2 separate regions of the Bombyx mori genome follow, and region 1 is linked to region 2. Evidence: chromatin contacts called from public Hi-C data. All regions are on one chromosome and are shown on one strand. Each heading gives the region's core, a stretch centred on a gene start, on an enhancer-like site or on the middle of the called end of the contact. The rest is flanking DNA. Distances are from core to core; before and after follow the strand shown.

Region 1 (6,757 bases), core at 3,054-5,553, 650 kb before region 2:
ATCGCACAGGACTAAAAAGTTATCGACATTAAAATTTTAAAATTGTGCCGCCTTTTGTTATTGAATGTCATACCAAAGACACAATTTGTATTCACAATCGGGTGTTTGACTTATCCAAAAGTAACAATTGCGAAAATCGGAAAATCCGTCGTGAATCGAACGAATAGAATCAATCACTAATCAAACTAGCTTCTGTAGAGAGAGACGTAGCATCATTCAAAAATCAATACAGCGAGCATAGAAAGCAGCGAAGTTGGAGGCGGTACAACAAAATTGCTCCCTTATTAGATTTATCGGCGGAGGACGTAACATCGCAACAAAGGCAGTGCCTCATCTGATGACAGCTTTATTATCCCAACAGTTTTTGCTAACAGCCACCTCCATCCACCCTGGCCTTATTTATAGCTCAAGTTTTATTAATTAGCAGTTTTCGAACGATACGGTCGTGTGTCAAAGGACAATAGATGATTCTTAACTGGTTGATCGTTTGTTTTAAGCATTTTTGTCGGAAAATTTATTGGAAAATTAAAATTACAGCAATAAAGTTTATTAAAAGTCGTTGGCTTATATCTGATGTTATCTGAGAGCAATCAAACCTTAATTTTTCGACTGCTTTCTGTCCATAAGGTATAATCTTGTTTATTAATCACATAAAGTCAACTTATATAATAAATTGCTTTTTAAGGGTGTCAAATGTGGATATAAATATATAATTCTTTGTTAATTGTAAATGAAACTATACGTACCTAGTTTAAAGCAAAACAAAAAACATAAAAACAAATATACGTAGACCAAGAATTCTAATAAGTACTGTTAAATAAAAATTGGTCAAAGTCAAAACAAAATAGTCGCGAAGTAACACACAGGACGAAAAAAATAAAGTTCATAAATACACAGCCGATACGAAATGGAATGACAATACGCTACCATAAATGACAATCGACAATCTTTTTGCCAAAAACACATCTTGCTCAGGCCCGGCACACACCATGGGGAAAAAACGCCCCGGGGAGCACCGATCCGGGCAATAAATAATAAACACGGGCACACCGCGTCTACAGATAATGGTAATTTACGATTCGGTACAGTCCGCGTCAAATCTTTGGCAGCCGCTCGGCAAGATCGACATTCAAACGGTTTCGGATACGTTCGCGCGCGTTCGGGAGAGTTCGACTTCTAAAATATGACGTACTAATTAAACGTGAAAATATTATTAGACGGCTGTGATCCTGAAAAATGCATAGATTTGTTTTTTTTTTGTTTAGTAAACAGACCGACAAATGTATTATTAATACTTAACAAACAAACAAAATGTGTGTGTCATGAATTTCTTCCTGAACACGTAAATATTAGGTAGGCAATAATTCGAGAAAAATCTGAATGGCCATCCATTGTACCATGGTTCACTTGCAGACTAAATAATAATAATGATGGTTGGTTCGAAGTAAGTATCCGTTGAATGGAATATTTTAAATGTATTCAACCATCGAGATATAATGTACTACTATAATCTCGATGCATTCAACTGATAATTAATTTTAATAAATGTATCTTTTTTATTTGATTGGTTTTGTTAATTTTGAGTATGTTTCAATGATACTATGTACACATATGGACTTGTTGTTATTGTCTGAAATAAAATAAATCATTCATCATTCATCATTATAAAAAAAGCTCCGGTTCTCTTCGTAATCGTAAATGAAGTGTCATATTTTTCCCCCCACCTATTCGCTGGTACTATAGTCTAAGAGGTTATTCCAGCTGAACTGTCATAACGCAACTTCTCGTCATCTGTTCCAGCATTAAATGAGCAATTCAACAAAATTTGTACAAATACTTATTATATAGGTACGTAACGCGCAGAGTGCGCAGCACAATCGACGTCTCTCCACGTAGAATCAAATAAATTACAAAGATATATTATTATTAAAATTTGGGCGCGAACTTTGGGACATTAACTTCGGGCTGTTATCGGGATTGTGGTACAACGAGACGAAATATTATTATTATCTGCTTTTTATTCGCACTGTATCATTCTGTAACCCTGAATTGATGTGTTTGTTGATCTTGTAGTTTGATTTCATTAACGTAATATCTTTGTATTTGCATATTCTCCCCGCCTATTAGATTTAGTGGAAGAAGACAAAATATAATAGTTACGGAATTTAATACTTCGGGTGGAAGATGAATGAGTGCTCTCTGAATACATTAAATGCTATAAATGAGGCCGTCAGCGCAAAAGTGGCCTAAGTTTACCATAGTTATTATAGAGATAATGAAGTTTAAGTTTTCATGAATTTGAATAGGCATAAAAACAATACGCGCAAAAATAATGTTTACAAAGTCATCTATCTATTATCTATCATTTATCTATGGGTGAAACTATGGATAGGCCGGCCGGTTTTGCATCAAAATTTAATATATTTTAAATAAATTGCAATATACATAATTATAAGCATGACTATGAAAAATTGTGGGCTAGGCCACTTTTGCGCTGACAGCTTAAAATAAAACTGGCCAAATGATTGGAACATTTTAAACAGTGCTAATAATTTTTAATCGCTAAGTTTATTTTTTCATTCTCGGTGTGCCTTCAGCCGTTTCCTCCGAATCGTGGTTTGTGACATCCAGCGAAATTAACGAGTTAGCAGAGACGTGCGATCGGTACGATAAAGGCCCTTCCGCGCCCGGCACGGATCCGATCCGGGACGATACCGGGCGACGGATGCGGCGCGCCGTAAATCAGCGCCTTAAGTTGTTTACTGATCAATTTTAATCATCGCGATCTGATTAGGCCGTATTTACGTCGTGAATGTGTTATTGTTAAGGCGTATTTAGCACATAAAGCTGTAGACATGGATTTAAATAAATAATTACATATATTATTCTAACATGAAACATTGTTTATTAATAAGCTTTTATTAGCTATGTTAGTATGTAACGGAATCTTTGAACATGATTTTGACCCCCTTCAGAATGTCGGATTAACTCGAAATTTGGTATACTTATTATGGACTGATAATAATTCAACATTGAAAAAAATATTGATAAAATTTAAATTCAACTAAAAAATCAAAAATAAATAATAGTTTGAAAAACTAACAAAATACGCTTTTATAGAAAATCCAACTAAAACATAGAAAATAAATTTTAATAAATTTGAATTGAAAATAGTGTAAGAAAAAATAATTATATTGTGAAAAAACGTGGGGTGCTTTTCAGGATATTAACAATATAACCCTTCTACTCATATCTGTTCATAAAATATTTATAACTACTTCTTCTATTTTTTAGTTGGATTTTCTATAAAAGCGTCTTTTGTTAGTTTTTTTAAACTTTTTTTTTTAATAGATGTGATTACGTTTGAAACAAATATTGAATGAACTCACGGTTTATGAGCTCATAGATATCGATCGATCTGTATGAACGTATTCTAATAAGTAGAAGTACTATTAGAATACGTTCATACAGAGAGATACGTTGAAGCGTTTCTAATAAATTAATAAAATTTATAAAAAACCATTTAAAATTATTTTACTGTTAATTTAGCATAGATATTTGTAAGTCAAAGTTTCTATAAGGTGCTTTTTTTCTCAAAAATACTTAAGTAATTTTTGCTAAATATGTTAAAATAAGCTCAGCACTAAAAGGGTTAGGACCATCAAATCTTTTGTAGCCGTAAAATAATCGCGTAGTACAGTGTATAGAGTAGTCAACATAATGTAAAAGCGACTTTTTTTTTCTTTCTACCTATTCTAGTAACCTTGAGGGGTTTTATAGATTCACCGAGCTAGTAGGTGAGCTCACGGCACTCAAACCGGGAGTGTTGCTAACACTAGCCCTAGCAAGAGCAGTGCTTCGCAGAATCTACCACTAGATCAGAAACGCGACCCACTGAGAAGATCCGGCGAGGACGGTGACTGGGATATTTGCATCGATGAGTGCGGGATATTAAATTACTAATAATGAGTGCGTCATTGGAAATTACTGCTATCTAACGGATAAAGGACGAATCACGCAGCCACACAACACGTGTATGGTCATTGACCATAAACAGCGCCATCTTTGATGTTGTATTAGAACTATTTTTAAAAATCAATAAACTTGTTTCATTTCACGCAATTAGTTTGTGGATTCGTTTTCGTTTCAATAATATCGAAATTAAAAAAAAACTGTTAAGCTATTACAATTTACAACTGAATAAATACAGTAGAAACTACTGTCATTAATAATCTAGGATGATAATTGATCAATGACCTTGCTATTATTGCCATCTATAGTTTAAATAATACACTAATACAAACAGCTGTTAAACATTACTTGATTAACGTAAATTTCATTAACAAACAGTTGTTTTAAACATTAATTCCTTTATCCGTTAGATAAATTATCACACATTCATTCGTAAAATTCAAAAATCCTAAAAAGGAAAAAATACATTGTTTCTGTTCTAAAACAAAATTCTATCGAGTTTCCTGATGAAAAAAAGCTTTATACTGAAAATAAAAATATATTTCGACAGGTTAAAGTATGAGCTCTGTAGTACCGTGTCATAGTAAAATAATGAATGATGTTTTATTATTAAGATTTATTGTTGTTTTATTTGCCCGCCCGTCGCTAGATGGCAGTGGTCGGCTAAGTGCCACCATTTTATAGTTTGGCGATGTTAGTGTTACATGTGTTGCTAATGTTGTCAGCAAATTAATAGTTCTGAGTTTTTCGGACTCAGACAAGATAATTATGTTAGGAAGTTCAAATAAATCTTTTTATGTTAATTAAAAAGGAATTTGAATAGTACATATAATTAAGATAACAGAATATTGTGTTATAATTCTTATTCACTTTTTTGCACTAATTCTTTTTAATATTATTTTTATTTTATAACAATTTATCAAACTGATATCTCTTTGCATTTTTATTTCTACAAAAATCCACTGAACTAGAAATGAAGACAGGTCACTGTTTTATTGGATAATAACAAAAACAAAACATTAATTAGAGATATTTCAAAAGAATGATTTTGTTTATTTTCAGATAATGATGAGACAAAAACCTCAAGCATGATACCAAAAACATGAAACGCAAAAAAACCCGCAAATTTAAAAACAATGACATTTTCCTGGGAAACTTACGAACATGTCTGGTAGCACTGGATATGACCGCGTTATTTATCGCGCCATTACTGCACGAAGCCTTAAATCATCACGTGACGTCTTAGGAGTACGGGCGCTTAATGAATGGTGGGACGGTACCCAAAACTTTTTTTTTTCTTATGAAATTGTTGAGAGCACTTAGTACAAGATCTATATGACAGCTCTATAAGAATGAATATGATGTATTTTCCCATAGACACAGCCCACTGAGTTTCTCGACGGATTATTTCAGTGGGTCGCGATTCCGATCTGGTGGTAGATTCAGCGAAGTACTGCTCTTGCTAGCTAGATTTAAATTCTCTCAGGTTGAGCCCGTGAGCTCATCTACCGTTCCGCGTGAAGTTGGAATAACCCCTTAGGCCACTGGCGAATAGCTAGGAAAAATTTTTTTCTCTGATTTAAAACCAACTCAACTTTTTAGTTGGGAACAAATCACACACGGTCGTTTGGCTCCAAGCTAGCATTACCTGAAATATGAGAACCAAAAATTGAGGTACATAATTTTTATGCTTCAATATATACATACATATTGTACACACAGACAAGAGCAAACAAGCCTGTTCGTCAAACGAATGTGTGTGTGCCCGATGTGAGAATGAGATGTGAGAATGTGAGAACCCACGAAATAAGCAAAACATATTGTTAAAATTGTTTCCAAACAAGAATATTTGGTAACTAAAACATAATTAAAACTATCTACCGTTCCGAGCCCTACACTGATAGGCGAGAAGTTATCAAGAAGAGAGGCCATCAAATTATAAGTTGCCCAATAAATACGTAAAGGTCTCAGCGCTAAAACTAACAGGAAACGGATATCGAACGTCCCATCTCTGACTTTGAGAATGTTTTGTCGAAACCCGATAAAATTTGTGGTGTTTGTGATTTCAGGTACAGCTTATTGTGAGCCAATGGGAGTCATCTGGTGGCGACTAGCTACTACACCCGCGCTGACAAGTACAGGAATAGTATTAGGACGTTTGCGTCTAAATTCCACGTCTAAACGTCTGAACCCTCGGTCCATTTTGTGTTAAGTGATTACAACATAACTCAACGTCACTGACCTTGAGACCTGGTCCGAAGTTTCCGTTGTATTGTGCTAATGAAGGCAGAAACAGGCTGGATTCTGGTACATACCCTACCTAAAACTGGTGGCAGGACCTCTTGTGAGTCCGCGCGGGTAGGTATCACCGCACTACCTATTTCTGCCGTGAAGCAGTAATGCGTTTCGACCTGAAGGGTAGGGCAGCCGTTGTAACTACGTATACTGAGATCTTAGAAATATCTCAGGGTGGGTGGCGCATTTACGTTGTGGATGTCTATGGGCTCCAGTAACCACTTAACACCAGGTGGGCTGTGAGCTCGTCCATTCATCTAAGCAATAAAAATTTTAAAAAAAAACCTACCCACATCGTACTAAAATTCCTTTCACCTACTGAGTTTCTCGCCGGATCTTCTCAGCGGGTCACGACTCCGATCCGGTAGTAGATTCATTCGCGAAGCAGCTGCTCTTGAGCTGTTAGGTCTCCTTCGGAGGCGTTCGGGCGGCTATTAGCAAATCCTACCCCTCCTGGCTGACCACTTACTCGCCCATCTGTCCTGGTGAA
Region 2 (7,140 bases), core at 3,336-5,835:
GCGATGGCCGGGCTTGCGAACGTAACGTCCACAATAGACTCGCCCTGCCACCGCACGCACGTCGCAACCGAACCTCTATTTAACAAACAGAGGCCGGCCGCGTGCGCCCACCTCTCCAGTAGCCTACCACGAGCGTCCGAGCGGGGGGAGCCCCATGCGACAGACTTCGCATTGAGGTCCCCCGCGAGAATCACTGGACGAGGAGCGAGGCGGCGAGCAATCGCCCCGATCCCGCCCAGGAAATGCCCGAACTCGACGGTAGGCCTGTTCGGAGAGAAGTACGCCCCGATCACGACGGTCCCTTCCAGTTGCACCGCGACGAACCCTTGACCCCTGGTCACCATCGCCAGGGGGGGGATCGCCGCGTCTCTTCTTATGACTATGGCTGCCAGGCCGCCGTCGTCCCCAAACCAGCAATCATTTGCTGGGGGAACGAAGTACGGCTCGGCGACCACAGCCACATCTATGGACCACTCCGCCATGCTCTGAGACAGCATGTCCTGAGCTCTGGCGGAGTGGTTCAGGTTTCCTTGCAGGAAGCGATAGGTGTGGTCCATTACTGTTGGACCACATCCATCGCCCCCTCCCCTTCACCGCTGCCCCCGCCCACCGGCGCCGGCGCCGCATCGGGGATTACAGCGTTGGCCAGTGCTCTTCTGGCCAACCTTCTCTTTTGTCGGCGCTTTGATTTTCGGCGCCGGTTGCGTTCGGTATTATCACCGGACGGGAAGCACGCCTTGCCTCCCGCCCGGTGGTTTGCCCTGCGCCCGGCCGCAGCGCACAGAGCGCAGTGCGGGGCGGCTGTGCAGGACGCCGCTTTATGGCCCGGTTGGCCGCAGCGGAAACACAGACCGCTACGGTCAACCGAGCTAGAAAGAAGTGCTATAGTATTTTCTCGGAGTATATTTAAAAAAATATTTCTTTAACGATTCCGACTATAAAACAAAAGGACATGTAATGATTTTGTGTCTAGACTGTCTTACTTTTTAAACCATTCAATGTAATCTTCTCATCCTCAAATTATAACGACATTGAGCGTCTGCAAATTCTTACAATTAATGTCTGCTGAACATCATTAGACCTGGCGACCTTGTCGCGAGGCCGCTACAGGAATAATTTCGTAAAATAACTGTGTAAATACGAATTCCGTAAGTCCTTAGGGTTATGGGTATGCTAGGTGAGCTCGTATCCAAGTATGCTAGGGTTCATATTCTGTTCCCAGTGCAATTTCTATGTAAATAAATACATATATGTACTCCTAATGTGCGGTAAGAATAAGTTGGCTCAAATCAAGATTTGCCACTAGTTTTGCAAATTTATTTATTAAGCCTAATACCAAATGAATTTACTTTTACACTGCTCTCGTTTGATACGATCGTAAAGTAGACGAAAATTCGTGAAATATTCATAGGCTTAGAGACAAAAGAAAATACCAAGGTTGGACCGAGGTATTTGCAAATTAAGATTCCTAGCGATCCAATACGATCCGAATAAAGAAAGATCGGCCATTTCTAACACGCATTTATCACGATGCCACCTATTCCATCTTCATCTGTTATTTTAATGCTCGGGCTAACACAACACTTTCTATTTCGCCAGGGTTGGCAGAATTGTAAGTTTTAGGAGTTGTAGACATATTTTTTTAATACCTTACAAGGAAGACGTCAATGCAGCCCAGCTGCTGAATGGTTGTCAACCAGTCGCATCAGCAAAAGCGTCTCTTTATTAATTAAAAATAACAATGTATTTTTCTTAAAAGATTTCAGTGGCTATTCGTGTCGAAAGAAATAATCAAATACTGACGACCTATTCGAGGATACGTACAAGTTTCACTTTCGTTCGATGTCTGTTCAATCAGTACAGTATACAATGTACTTACTACACACAGTCAAAAACTATGGGACCCCGGGCGTAGAAAGTGACAGTGATCGAGTTACGAAAGAGCCGAATGCTCGACGGTCGTTGACCGGCGCCCGCGCGGGGAAAGTGCTGTGCCTAAGTAATGCTTTTAATTAGACAGCCCGCCCGGGCTTCATGCTGCGGAAGTGACGTCACTTGACTTTTTGTCACATAAAGATTTTAGTGGTCATACAAAGATTTCGTTCCTGAACTACGCGTGATCTATTTATGTTTATTTTATTTACGCTGACAGAGGAAGTTTCTTAAATTGACATTTACTGCCCCTTTCGTGCAGTAAATCTTTGTAAGGTTATATATAATCTTGCACAAATACTCTATGCGTAATCAGTGAGTTATGTAGATGCAGACACTGCGTTTTTGCAAATGTTCTAAACACAATTATTCAGTTTATCTGATTTTTTAGTTTTCGGAGCGTTGCCCCCACCCGCAAATTTAGCTGTACATTGTGAATGATTTATTTAAATTTTTGAAATATAAACGATCGTGAACACGTAAACGAAAATACGAGTAAACGCAACATCGGAAATAATAAGCGCGATATTAAACTGTGAAAATAGTTTTAATTATGTCACGAAAACAGAAGAATACACTAGATATGAACTTACATTATTAACAACATGTCAGTTGCTTTAATTGTCACAAAATTTATTTGCCTCCCAAATATATAGATGAACTGAAAAATGTACAATGAGTAGCTTGACAATGATGCAGACAAGTTAATTATTATTTTTTATTGTGAGTCAAACTGAAAACTATAAAAGACAGCATTGATTCTATTCATTTAAAATCAACATCAACACCATCATATCTCTGGCATAGGACTTGAAAATAGCAGATAAGTTGGACTATTGAGCTGTAGTAATCATTTAAACTACATGTTATGCTATTCCAGGTACAATGTGACACATATGACACAGGCTCCAATATACACTTTACAATGGAGGGGCAGAGATTTTGTTCACCTATCTATTAAAATGTACATGTGATAGATAAAAGAGCATACTAATGTTGCGAAAACATGTACAAAAATTCATCATTCCGGAAACAGCAGGCTCAGCATTACTGCACAAACCGACATGGACATCTACTAAACTTCATAAACAGTGAATAAATAAGACCTATCTTTCAGGATATTTAAAAAATTTTTTTTAGTATTATTGTGTTCATGGTAAATATTATCAACTTTATTTTCATCAGATTTACTGCTAGTCTAATCTAATGAAAAATGTCAGAGATCATTATTTTTTTTTTCAATAAAAACTCTCGATATGACTACCGATGGCTAGAGTTTACCCTGAGTATTGATTTTTAAAAAGAAAAGGTAGTTTAGTATTATTAAAGGCTACAAATACTCAAGTTGGTGACTTCACTTAACAATTGTATGGAAATAACATGTATCATAACTCTTCAATCCCAAGTACATGAATACTTCCGTACTTTCGAACCACACTATGCTATGTAACAGAAAGTAGGAGGATTAGCTTGAGTTGTACAGGGTTCTATTTAGGAATGAGCACAATAGTATGCAAATTTATTTGCATTATTTATACCAATTTATATCATAAGTAACTTATAAGAAAATCTGTTTCAAAAATGTTGAATTAATGAATAGATCAAGATTTTAATAATTTAAATTCTATTAATTTAACTTGTTAAAACTTTTAATTATTTACTAATTAAATTAAATCTTTTCTTTCAGCAGTGAAAAATAAGTATAAGTTATAATTTTTAGTATTGTTCATTCAGTTTTACAATATTAAAATTTAAAAGTAAATTTCAAAGTACATTGCTAAGATGAAGTTTGTAGAATTTAAGTTTTGCTCTGAACTAGCTACAATTGATTTTTTACTACTACATGATCTAAGTTAAATATTAAATAGCCTGTGACATGCAATAAGCCTAGGCATCTTAATATCCATTATTACCATTAAGTCACTATAGTTTGCTTATTTATTTTTAACACCAATAAAAGCATCTTCCCATTTATTGCTATTAATAAAATTAAATATTCAATACTTACAGACATTAAGCACATTTCAAAATATCGTAAACAATTGTGTATTCATAAAAACATACAAACAATTGCGTCTTATTTGTGTTTTACCAGACAACCTTGTAAATCAGCTGACAGAATGTAATGGTGAAACAGTATTAAAATTACTATCGGTTAGAACTCCTTACCTCTTCCCGGCGTTTTAGCCACCGACCGCAGGGACTCTCTTCTAAAATTTCACTCTCATCCTCGGAGTCTTCACCACTCTCGCGTGGAGACTTGCGCTCCTTCTCGATGCTCCTACCGCCCGACATAACACCTGCCTAGTGTCGAAACAGCCGTGAACAATACCACTACACCGTCAATTAATATCTCACAGACGTTTTCAACACGAAAACACTTGATATATTTTCAAAATACACTTTTTCTCGTAATCATAACGTCCAAGGCTGAGTAGCTAGACGTCACTGTCGTTTCTTCACAATCCATTATTCGCATGCACAACACTTGTTACGGACTTGTTCTATTTCGATTATTAAAGTTCGATTATTGGTTTACAACGTGCGATAACACACAGCCTCTGATACGTTTATTCATATTAATTGAAATAAAATGACTACCCGGCGCACTATTCGTATTACTATTCGACACAAATATTGAATCATAGATAATTTTTTAACTGAAGACGTCTACTTTGACATGCAAAAGTTGAAAGCCCATACAGCCAAAGTAAAGAACTTCTCCTTTGACATTTTTAGCTTTGTACCACAGACAATAAACAGCTAATTTTGTGAAAGCAAAAGTGTTTTTTTTCTTTTTTAAATACTAGGTACTGCTTTTCTAATATATTTAGTAAGATGGCATAAACATTACAATTAAAGGTTGTAAAATTTAACAAGGTAGTCAGTCGGTTCTCGGAAGTTAGTTCGTGATCTTGAATCACACTGTTCCTAAAATAGACGGATCACAGGTTTATTTTAGATTAGCGCCATCTATTGAAAAAAGTCAAACAACCTGTTCGGTAGATTTTCAATAATTTATTTCGTATTCTATATTTAAAATGCTATTTAAAATAATGTACCTTGCCTAGGTACGTTTCAATGAATACTATGATGAAATTGTAGAAAGCATTTTCATTCATCGACTCCTTTATCACTGCAAACTGTAATTTAAAAACATTAGCTCCATCTATGAGTAAATGCCAAAGTTCATAAATCATATTTTCATGAGAATTTCACGATTAGAAACAATTAATATGCTTTTTAGTTTTATTCTGGAATACTTTATAGAAATTTAAATACAAAGAATACAAAAAAATACTGGTTGCCAAATGAAAATTAATTGAAAGTCAAAGGTGTGGAAATAGACGACGTTGAATTTTGAAACTCGCTAGCAGTAGTTCATATAGTTTATCATAGGTGGTGCTATCGTTATATTTATTGTTCTGTGAACAAAATGTAAATTGTGTAAAAACTTAAGGTACATGAACCCTCATAAACTATTTAAATAGCACAAGAAAGTAATAGTATTATTTTATATTAGGCAATAAAAAAATAGATTTATTATTTACCATGATAAAGGCAAACCCAAATTAAGAGTGAAAATTTTAGCTTGTGTTCAAGTTTTATTGTGAGATGAATCATTTTAATTAACTTAATTTAACGTTACAATTTAGTGTGTCTACACAGTACCTAGTAGTGATTACTATTCAAATTTTATTGTTGTTGTTTACTGAGGAAGACGTTTTGTTACCAAGGTAGCGCGGCGCGGCGTAATGAAAATTTTATGTTTACTTAACTAAATTAAATAAGTAGGTACCTAGCTATAAAACTGAACGTATAATTTGTCTGGCTTCGTTAAACAAACAATGTTTACTACTGATTGAAATAACTATTACTAGATAAGTTAATTTGGAAGATTTTTTATTATACGCTTTTTTACATGACCGCAAACGTGTATTGAATCCGGAGAATGTGGTATGTGGAACTTCCCCTGCCGAATTCGCCAGGAATCGCCAATTGAAGGCCTTGGTTTCAAGGACCCACAAAGGAACCCTTGTACTCTTCACCTGGGAGAGGTTGGAGGGGCGACCATCACGCGAGACACTCCTTTATCCCAAAGGCGTCTGATCGATGCAGTCATGACCGAAAATTATTTTATGTTGGGCAACGAAGTTGGTGTTCCAGAATACCCCGCTGCACCATAATAATATCAAGTCGGAACGCGATACAGCGTCAGCCAGTAGCCTCTTTTTAATATCTACTCTATGACGCACTAGATTGTACCTACTTATCCGATCGTCCAGAACCGGATCACCAAATAAAGTTCTTCTTACCTCTCGAGGAGGGTTTTACTTCTCTCTGCCTCCTACTCGACAGTGGGCGGTGCGGGGAGATAAGACCTCTCTTACGCGATTGTTTTTTTTTCCTACCTAAGCTGATTGTCTTGAGAGACCATATCAGCGTCACCGGGCGATTCGCGCTTGATCGTTTTCATGAGCGTGGCGAATACAGCGCTACACTGACGGGGCGGCGCTGATGGCCAGTCGGCACTAACAATATTGGCTTTATTTGAGCGACCATGGTAGCACTTTATCTATCTTCTCTCTCGGGGACTCAGTGTAGGTAACGGCTAAGCAGCCGTGACCTTTCAGCACTTGCATTTGCCGCTAAATGCAACGCCCTCGGTCACTGTTCATCCAGAGTTTTATTTTAATTACATTTAATTATATAAGAAAATGGCATGAATTTTACTTTTTCAATCGATCACGATTTTCAGCTACGGTTCACGTTTTCATCGTTCTTGCGACCCGGATAAAATTAGCTAAATGAAGCCAAACTGAATTATTATTATATAATTGGCTTTTTTTTGTTGACTGTCAGTACTTTTAAAATTTTATGATGCGATTTCTTATAGAGTCAAATTGTGCTGTTGTCTCAATCGGATTTATTCCGTAATATCTACAAAAGCACAATCCTTGGGTCGAAAGGAAACATGAAAAGGGCCATGCGAAGGGTTTTAGGTCCGTACTTGTATCTGGGTTCTTGGTTACGACTTTCCGCACTCTAAACACCCTTTTCCACAGTTCGTTGATCTTAACGATTTTGTGTTTGAAAAAACTTCGATTTAGGCAACGATCTGCTAACACTTAGGTATTGTCTCCGCTGGCGTGTTTAAGGGCAATTGCGTTGCATCGACTGAAATGAGAGTGTAATGACTTTACAAGA

What was found. A called contact is a pair of places that touch in the nucleus more often than the background predicts.
Region 1: a contact with region 2 is called in a Hi-C map of posterior silk gland, with 1.7 times the contacts expected there. The contact joins the enhancer-like site here to the promoter of LOC101746065 in region 2. A contact is called at or near these places in 2 of 7 Hi-C or Micro-C datasets (posterior silk gland and whole pupa).

The regions. Positions count from the first base shown.
Region 1 is chr10:1,266,752-1,273,508 of ASM3026992v2, reverse strand. No RefSeq gene overlaps it. Among protein-coding and RNA genes, the nearest start is that of CPG14, 37 kb to the left of the region's middle. Within about 2 kb of position 4,303, at least 8 of the 8 cell types and tissues checked have open chromatin away from gene starts, as enhancers often do.
Region 2 is chr10:616,873-624,012 of ASM3026992v2, reverse strand. It overlaps LOC101746065 (nuclear receptor-binding protein homolog), which reads right to left and starts at 4,585. Exons shown (of 11, transcript XR_005245116.2): 1 at 4,102-4,585.